Linked DNA regions of Hordeum vulgare: all the other regions are linked to region 3. A link is a contact called in public Hi-C data. All regions are on one chromosome and are shown on one strand. Each heading gives the region's core, a stretch centred on a gene start, on an enhancer-like site or on the middle of the called end of the contact. The rest is flanking DNA. Distances are from core to core; before and after follow the strand shown.

Region 1 (2,920 bases), core at 253-2,752, 230 kb after region 3:
AAAGTTCCAAGCACCCTGACTAAAGAGGGGCTAAAACTAGTCTTGAGACTAAAAAAATTTAGTCAGGGGTACCCCTACTAAAATGTGGATTAGTCCTCTCTCTCCTCATTTAACTCCTCTCCTTTAACACAGGCGAGTTCTGGATTGGAGGGTTTGGAGGATAATAAATGCTCATTAACTTGATTTTAGTCTCTTTAGTATTTGGATCCAAGCATGGGTGAGGCTAGCAAGTTTTAGTCCCACTACTTTTAGTCATGGGACTAAAACGTATCCAAGCACCCTCTAAGACAAGCATCTCCAGTTCACAAATATTCAAGTTTACAGCAAACAGCAATTGGACCCAATGAGACAAACTTAATGTAGGAATCCTTCAGCCACAAATATCTTCTGCCTTCCCCAGGTAGGATATTTCATGAAGATCATGAAGGAAGACAACAATCAAGCCAAGAAAATCTGTTCACCTAACTATTAAATGGAGCACATCGATAAATAGCGCCATGATAAACAAATTATAGACAAGGTGCATGATGTAAAATAACACTTATGGCACTGCATAGTGTGATCAGTCCACAAATGTGCCAGGTGAAAGGGTAGGGTAGAGTTCGTTGTGTTTCACACAAACCACTCACAGCTAATGATCAACATAAAAACTGCAGGATATTTGGATCAAACATAACCGAAATAAGATTCCACAGATTTAACATTTTGGTGTGGAGTTTGAAGCTTGCATAGAAAATGTATGCGGGTTTGCCACACAAGGTGCAAATAAACTCTGAAAAACATGCTAGTCTGGTTGAAAAGCAAAACAGAGCAAAGTTCGCTCTAGGAAATGGGACTACATTGATTGGGACATTTCTGCATTCTTTCATCTAAGTAACCATGACAAATCAAATGATAAAGGAAATGGTATCATTCCTATGGGTTGTAAGGGAGTAAATCAGAATATCGAGCCACCGACAGATTATGTTGTGGTGAATACCAAACCTAGTTTTACCAACTACAGTACTAACAATCAACCGTATATGGAGGACAAATGCGATGAGTAGATCACCAAGGTTGGATCTCTCATTTCGACGCAATTCACCGAACCAACATCAAACGGCCGGAGCAAAAACATGGCGGAAGTGGAGAGGCGGAGCTAGGGATCGAGAGAGTACTGACTGCTCCATGGCCTTGAACCAGGCAGGGGCGGGCTTGGCCAGCCCCTTCACCAGTTTCCGCGTCTTCGTCAGCAGGTCGCCTCGCATGTACGACATCTTGCCTCCACGACCGGTGGGCGCGGTGGCCGCCGCCGCCGCTGCAGCCGCAAGTGGGAGGAAATGCCGGCGAGATGGTGGCGGGATTGTTTCCTTCTCGCCTTCGTGGCTAGGTCAATCAAGCAGACCACCTAAATGGGCCGGGCCGGGGACGAAACAGCCCGAACTTCATTCACGCGAAAGACGGATGGGCCCAAATGAGCCCACGTTTAGTTTATTCTTTCACTGCCCCTCTCCGGCTCTGGAATTTTCTAGAACCCTAGCACGATTCCCAAAACCCAAAGCTCCTCCTCCTCATCCTCTCTTCCATGGCGATGGTGTCCGCGCTCCCGCTCCTCCTCGTCCCCCGCCCCATCGTCTCCCCGAGGCCCGCTGCACCGGGCCGCTTCCTCTCCCTGTTCACCGCCCCTGCCGCCGTCGAGCCCCGGAAGGGCGGCGGCCGCCTCGCGCGGCTCCAGCCGCTCCACGCAGCCTCCTGCTGCAGCTCCGCCCCCGCAGCAGCATCTGGAGGAGTGGAGGCGGCCCGGGCGAAGGGCTTGCAACTTGTAGCATGGTGATTCCGTTGGACCTCTTCTTCATTCCTTGGGAATTTTCCCGTGTGGGTACTGATGCTTCAGTAGAATACTGAGACTGGGTGTGTTGAAATGGCCGCGACAGGTACCTTCTGTCTCTTGACAAGCATCCGGTGGCGACCAAGGCTGTCACTTCTGCTGTGCTGACCCTGGCCGGGGACCTCATCTGCCAGGTTCGTCGATGCCAACGCTATTGTTTGCTGCCTTAGAGAGTTAGAGTGTGGTATTATGCAATACAGCATGGGTTCGGTACTGGTTAGTTGGTTAAGTGCCGAGCTATGGTTTCAAGATGTGACCTCTTGTTCAGTTCTGTTTGGGGCTTCTTGCACTAGTGAATGATTATTGATTACATCACCGTCAACAATTCTTCAGGAATTAGATCAGTCAATGTAATATTGCACAAGAATAAAGAGTCTGATTGTTAAACATGCTGAACCAGGGTGGAATAGTATATGTATGTATGCAGTAGTAATGTAGTCTGGTAATGCAAGCCGGAGCTATTATTCATTCGAGAATGTACCAGTATCGCGATTTTGCCGTATGTCTTGTATTGTAAATTATCTACATGCATGCCTTTCATGCCATATATGTCTGCTGCCAGTGAATCATTCACCTTGTAGACTTGTAGTTAAGTGCAGATGTAGTTTAGCAGTAAAGAGAAAACCCAAACTTTGTGCTGCGTGATGCGTGCTTGTGTAATTCTGATCATGCACGAGCACCATCCCTTCTTAGTTTTGATGTGAAATTTAGGATGAGCAGACGTGTAATTGAGTAAATTGACAATCCTTTATCTACTTTTTCTTTTGTTCAAGCTTGTAATTGATAAAGTGCCAGAGCTAGACCTGAAGAGAACATTTGTGTTCACGCTATTGGGGCTTGTCCTGGTGGGGCCAACGTTGCATTTCTGGTAATCTTGTCTTGTCTATTCTACAGAAATAATGGTGATCAGTAATTACTGTATGGTCTTGTTTGGTTGATAATTGGTCTCCTTATGCAGGTACTTGTATTTGAGTAAATTAGTGACAATCAGCGGGACATCCGGTGTCATTTCTCGCCTGTTACTTGACCAGGTTTTCATCATTTCCGTCATAT
Region 2 (2,807 bases), core at 14-2,513, 220 kb before region 3:
CTATACTATTATACTTGTTCTAAAGCGTGTAAGTTTGTGTATTTCACACTTTCGATCTTTCGCTGAAGTGAATAACATTTTTGCCAGGCTGAAGTGAAGTGAAGTGACATTGAGGGGCCGATACCGGAGTTAATAAACCTGCCACCGGTGAGCATTGTCGAACCGTCTCCAGCTGGTTCAAGCAGCACGGATCTCGAGACCGGTCCAACGGTGGACAGTGAAAGCGCAGAAGCCCAAGAGGCAAGCCTTGCCAACGCGTGACCGGTGACACGACCGCCTGGCAGTACACACGTGTAGGCCCTGAGAACGGAAACGGCTTCTCCGAGGGGAGGGGGGCCCCAAGCGGTAGCACAGGTAAGTGGCGTGCCCTTTTTTACCCCACCGCACCACGAGACTGTGGCCTCCAAAGAAGTGAGACCAGCGAGCGCTTCGGTGGAGAGAGGAAGAGCTTCTGCTTCGACGACGTCCTCAAGGTCAGTCTCTATCTCCCGGCAAATCTCTGTTGTGATTTCCTTTTCTGGCGTTCTTGGGTAGTACTAGCAGCTTTTGGTTTTAGATGATCATACCTGTGGAGAAATGGCCACTCTTTCCTGGGTTCAGCAACGTTCCTCTTATTTAACTTTGTTTCTACTTTCTGTCGATGCCGGCCTTTTTGGTTCATAATATGCGAGGAGGAAAGGAAGATGGAACGTACGTACAACGTAGCATGCCGAAATAGATGTGTTTTCTGCCGGTCTAATACTTAAAACAACCACAATCTGTACTACATTCACATGGTATGGATACTTCGACAAAGAGTGTGTTTTCCTCTCTTTCTTTTGTTTCGATATAGAAAAGAAGATTGCTCTGTTCCTGCTTGCTGCGTTTGACAGGATCCCGTTCTTTCAGTTCAAAACTTCATACTCTATCATTGCTTGAATTTACAGATTTATTCTCTCTCTATCTATCTTTTCTTCAAAAGAAAAGATTACAGTGGACAATTGTTCAATCGGTGTCACGCTTGTTTTAATAACAATTGTAAAAAAGATATCAAGCAAATCCTTCTCGTCAGTCAACATGCCATTTTTACACTGCCACCATCGCATAAACATTCATATTAATTACACCCAGCCAACAAACGTAGTGATCAAAATATGCAAGTTTTCTGTCTCCGTGTTGCTGCATTTCACTTCACAAGATACAGTTTTGTCCTGTTTTCTCAGTTCATAAGATGATACTGTTTTCTGAATTTACATGTTTATTGCTTACTGCCAGGAGTTCACCATGGGGAGCTTGATCGATGAAGCAGAAACCGAGGAGCAGCCCCTGGACCTGAAGCCATTGCACTCACTGGCGCCGATGTTCCCTACCCCTCCAGGGTATGATGTGGTGACCACTGGATCATCCGACCCACCATTCGTCTACATCACACCAATACAACAACACCCTGGGCCGGCTCCAGCTTCATTTGATGGGCCGCCACCAGGGTTCTGCTCCTCACCACAACAACAACACCCTGGGCCAGCTCCAGCTTCATTTGATGGGCCGCCACCAGGGTTCTGCTCCTCACCACAACCACCACAACAACAACGCCCTGGGCCAGGTCCAGCTTCATTTGCTGGGCCAGGGTCTGCAGTTCCTCTCAAGGCTACGCCAATCTCGGCAGCATTTCCCGCGCGGCGGCCCAAGGAGGAAACCTCGGATGAAGATTACACTCCTGCTTCCGAGAAGAGGAAGCCATCTTCATCTTCACCCAAGAGGACAACCAAGAAGGCTCGGCAGGCTGGAGACTCCACTGCAGCTACCCACAAGACAAAAGGGGACTCCACTGCAGCCAACATCAAGCATAGACCGATCAGGAGGAGCCTGAGCAAGGGGCTCGCCGGCTGGCCCTCCACATCGGACAACCCAAGGGAGGCGGTGGAAGCGGCCATGGCCATGTTCGACTCGCTCCGGCGCCGGATGCTGCAGCTGGATGAGAAGGAGGGCTTGGGCAGGCGCGCAGACCTCAAGGCCAGTGTTCTCATGAACCATAACAACCTGAGGATCAATCAACTCAAGACGATAGGGCCCGTCCCGGGTGTCGAAATCGGAGAAATCTTTTTCTACAGGATTGAGATGTGCATCGTGGGACTGCATGCACCATCGATGGCCGGCATCGACTACCTGTCAGCTAAGTTTGCCGGGAGGGACGAGAGCCTGGCCGTGAGCATCATCTCGTCAGGCGGATACGAGAACGTTGAAGATGAGACTGACACCCTGGTGTACACGGGCCAAGGAGGTAACAGCCGGCGCAAGGAGAAGCACGACCAGAAGCTGGAGAAAGGAAACCTTGCTCTCAGCAACAGCGCCAGCAAGAAGAACCAGATCAGGGTGGTGCGCAGTGCACGGGACCCTTTCTCCATCTCAGGAGGCAAGGTGTACATCTACGATGGAGTGTATCGCATCGAGGACTCCTGGATGGACAGAGCCAAGAACGGGTTCAGTGTGTTCAAGCACAGGCTGAGGAGGGAGCCGGGGCAGCCTGACGGGATTTCAGTTTGGAAGATGACAAACAAGTGGAAGGCGAACCGTGCCACGAGAGAAAAGGCCATAGTGCTGGATCTATCATCAGGGGCTGAAAATCTGCCTGTGTGCCTTGTCAATGAAGTCGACGGCCAAAGGGGGCCGGGCCACTTCGAGTATGTTACCGGAGTGAAGCACTCGAGACCTCTTAATAGGAACAAGCCATTGCACCACTGTGAGTGTACTAGTGTGTGCATGCCAGGTGACACCAATTGTTCGTGCGCGCGGCAGAATGGCGGCGATATTCCCTACGACTTAGACGG
Region 3 (2,700 bases), core at 26-2,525:
ATTTCAGAGGGGTAGAGTGGCGGTCAGGCTGAGGAGGTGGCGCGTCAATGCTGGTCCACAGGGAAAAGGAAGAGTGCGGGAAGATTATGACGACCCGATGGTCGATGGCGTTGCTCTGATGGCTGGGCAACACTTGACTAACAGGGGACATCAGGTGGGGGGTCGGGTGGGGTGAAACGTGGTCCCCGTGGTCTTGGGGAAGTATTGGGTGATAAAAAAGAGATGAAAAAGTGGAGTTATCAGAGCAAGTCCTTTTTATCGAACTTTCCTGACACAGACAAAGGGAACAAAGGAAGTTGTCGGAGATGTTCTTACCACCATTTTCTTTGGGGAAACATTTCGCCACGGCGCGCTCGGCCGGTCGCACGTGACCCGCGCATGAGCCGATTAGGCATGCAACTTTTATCTCGTTTAAATTTGCTGCAACTAGTGTTTAAATTTGTTACAAGAGTTTTTCATTTGTTACATCTGTCCACTAAAAAGTTGCATCCACGTTTGGTAGCAACTCGAGTTCGTCGGATTTTTCGCTACAACCGGTGTTTTTGTTTTTTGCTACAACCGTGTTAATTTTTTCTACAACAGGTATCCCAACCGTTCACTAAAAAAGTTGCATACACGTTCGTCACAGTTGCAATCCGAGTTCACCGGATTGTTTTGCTACACCCTTTTTTTGTTTTGCTACCACGCATCATCAACTTTGTTTTTTTGTTACGACCACGTTAATATTTTTTTGCTACAACTATATTCTTATTGCAACCGTGGACGAAAATTGTTGTATCGTGGACGAAATTTGTTGCATCGAGAGAATTTTGCTGCATGAAGATCTAACGGTGCGGCCCGCGTGCAGCTGGCGGATCGGCCGGCGCGCCAGCGCAGAGCACTGCCCTTTTCTTTGTGTGGCTAATTCTTAACTTCAGTATATTAGGAAAGGAGTTTTTGGCATGAAACTTACTAGATAATGGTATCGGATACAAAACAAACTTGGTGTCAATAAAGGAGTATCACTGCCGTGCCAAGTCGCTTGGAGTGAGAAGTGAAAATGATGCTAATCCAAACCGGACGTTTATTTTCTTATGCATGACACCTTGCATATTCTTCTCACGTCTTTATTGTTTTCTCTTCATGGATTTCTTGTCACTTTCATGAAAACCAAACCGTGGCGGTTCAACCAAGGAGAACTTAGCGATAAAACCCTAAGATTAGCGTAAATAAAAACTCTGGGCTCAGAAAAATGCGTGCGCCCGGCGGCCTATAAAATGGGGGGCAGATCTGGCCCCGAAGGTAGTTGTGAGCGTCGCGGAAAAAATAATAAGCAAGAACAAAAAAAAGAAAAAAGGGGGCGAGGAAGAAACCGAAGCACTCACACAGAACACCACACCCCCCACCCCGGCGACACACCACCCCAAATCTCAGATCAGAGCGCCGGGAGATCTGCCATTTACGGGTGGAGGGTTCGAGCCCCGCGCTTCTCGAGTAAGGATTCCGCCTCCCCCTCCCTCTCTTTCCGCCTCAGCCTTTTCGGGGGCGCGCGCGATCTGGCGCGGGTTTTTGGCGCGAGCTGCTGCGATTTGGGGACGGGTTCGTTGGTCGGTTTGCTGGATTTAGGAGGGGTTCCGGGGTGTGGAGTTGCGCTCCTGGAGCACTCCCTGATGAGGAGCATCCGGACTACGAGCAGGGCGCAGGGTTGTGTGTAGCAGAGCGTTCGGGATCAGTAGGGTTGTTCATAGCAAAGCGTTCGGGATCAGTAGGGTTGTTCATAGCAGAGCGTTCGGGATCAATAGGGTTGTTCATAGCAGAACGTTCGGGATCAGTAGGGTTGTTACGTCGCATAGTGCTTGTTGTCTATCAACTTTGCAAGTAGAGACACGAATTCGGATTCGTGGCCGGATTACTTGGCTAGGAGGGATTTGGGGTTAGAGCTGCGTTGTTGGAGCAGTTGCTGCTGTTATTTTGTGGAGGAAGAGCATTCGGTTCTCATGAGTAGCTGCATCCGGGCATGAGCGGGCTTGTTTTTAGTGGAGCAGAAAGAAACAGTAGGGCTCCTGTATCATATATTGCTAATTGCGTTCAAAACCAGTGGGGCTCAGGTAAAATAGTAGTGGTGCACGCTGTTTTGATAAATTTCTGCTTAGTCTAGGAACATTTGATTCAACTCAGGTGCAAGCAGCACCATGTTTGGTCACCGTGTAATCATCTGAAATGGCTTTAATTCCTTGCTGCAGTTAAATCTTGGGCTCTGTATCTTGTGTGAATGGCATTTGTGCCTCAGAGACTCTAGCTCGCCAAGTGTTGATTTGAACCTGTGGGGATAGGGATGGGTTCTCCGAGAAAATCCGACAAGAAGGCCGCCTTAGACTTTGCAGCATGGAGTTTCAATATCACCTCATCTGTTGGGATCATCATGGTCAACAAAGCCTTGATGGCTACACATGGATTCAGTTTTGGTATGTTTTTTGGCTTTGGTGAACAATTATGTAGTCACATGCATCCTTAATTCGTTCTATTGGCATCTTGTTCTTTACTTTTGGCAGTGAGTAGGATTATGTTGTGCTCTGTTTTGTTCTGTATCTTATAATTTCTGTGCGACTTTGAATTGACCAAGCTTCTTCTGAATTACGTATTATTATTGCTCTGCTGATTTTAGTGTACAAAGGGATCAGAAGCTTATTTTAAACTTTTTGTGATCCCGAATTGGTACTG

Evidence for each region. A called contact is a pair of places that touch in the nucleus more often than the background predicts.
Region 1: a contact with region 3 is called in a Hi-C map of seedling, with 3 times the contacts expected there. The contact joins the promoter of LOC123451872 here to the promoter of LOC123394953 in region 3. A contact is called at or near these places in 2 of 6 Hi-C or Micro-C datasets (leaf and seedling).
Region 2: a contact with region 3 is called in a Hi-C map of seedling, with 4 times the contacts expected there. The contact joins the promoter of LOC123395829 here to the promoter of LOC123394953 in region 3. A contact is called at or near these places in 2 of 6 Hi-C or Micro-C datasets (leaf and seedling) and 1 of 1 datasets of contacts at active chromatin or transcription factors (embryo).

The regions. Positions count from the first base shown.
Region 1 is chr5H:311,865,010-311,867,929 of MorexV3_pseudomolecules_assembly, forward strand. It overlaps LOC123451872 (protein sym-1), which reads left to right and starts at 1,503. Exons shown (of 8, transcript XM_045128419.1): 1 at 1,503-1,809; 2 at 1,914-2,001; 3 at 2,641-2,735; 4 at 2,826-2,898. The coding sequence starts at 1,565. It overlaps LOC123451873, which reads right to left and starts at 1,345. Exons shown (of 4, transcript XM_045128420.1): 1 at 1,162-1,345. The coding sequence starts at 1,256.
Region 2 is chr5H:311,410,996-311,413,802 of MorexV3_pseudomolecules_assembly, forward strand. LOC123395829 (histone-lysine N-methyltransferase, H3 lysine-9 specific SUVH1-like) reads left to right here and starts at 1,264. Exons shown (of 2, transcript XM_045090864.1): 1 at 1,264-2,807. The coding sequence starts at 1,264.
Region 3 is chr5H:311,630,920-311,633,619 of MorexV3_pseudomolecules_assembly, forward strand. It overlaps LOC123394953 (UDP-rhamnose/UDP-galactose transporter 6-like), which reads left to right and starts at 1,276. Exons shown (of 6, transcript XM_045089858.1): 1 at 1,276-1,473; 2 at 2,223-2,444. The coding sequence starts at 2,315.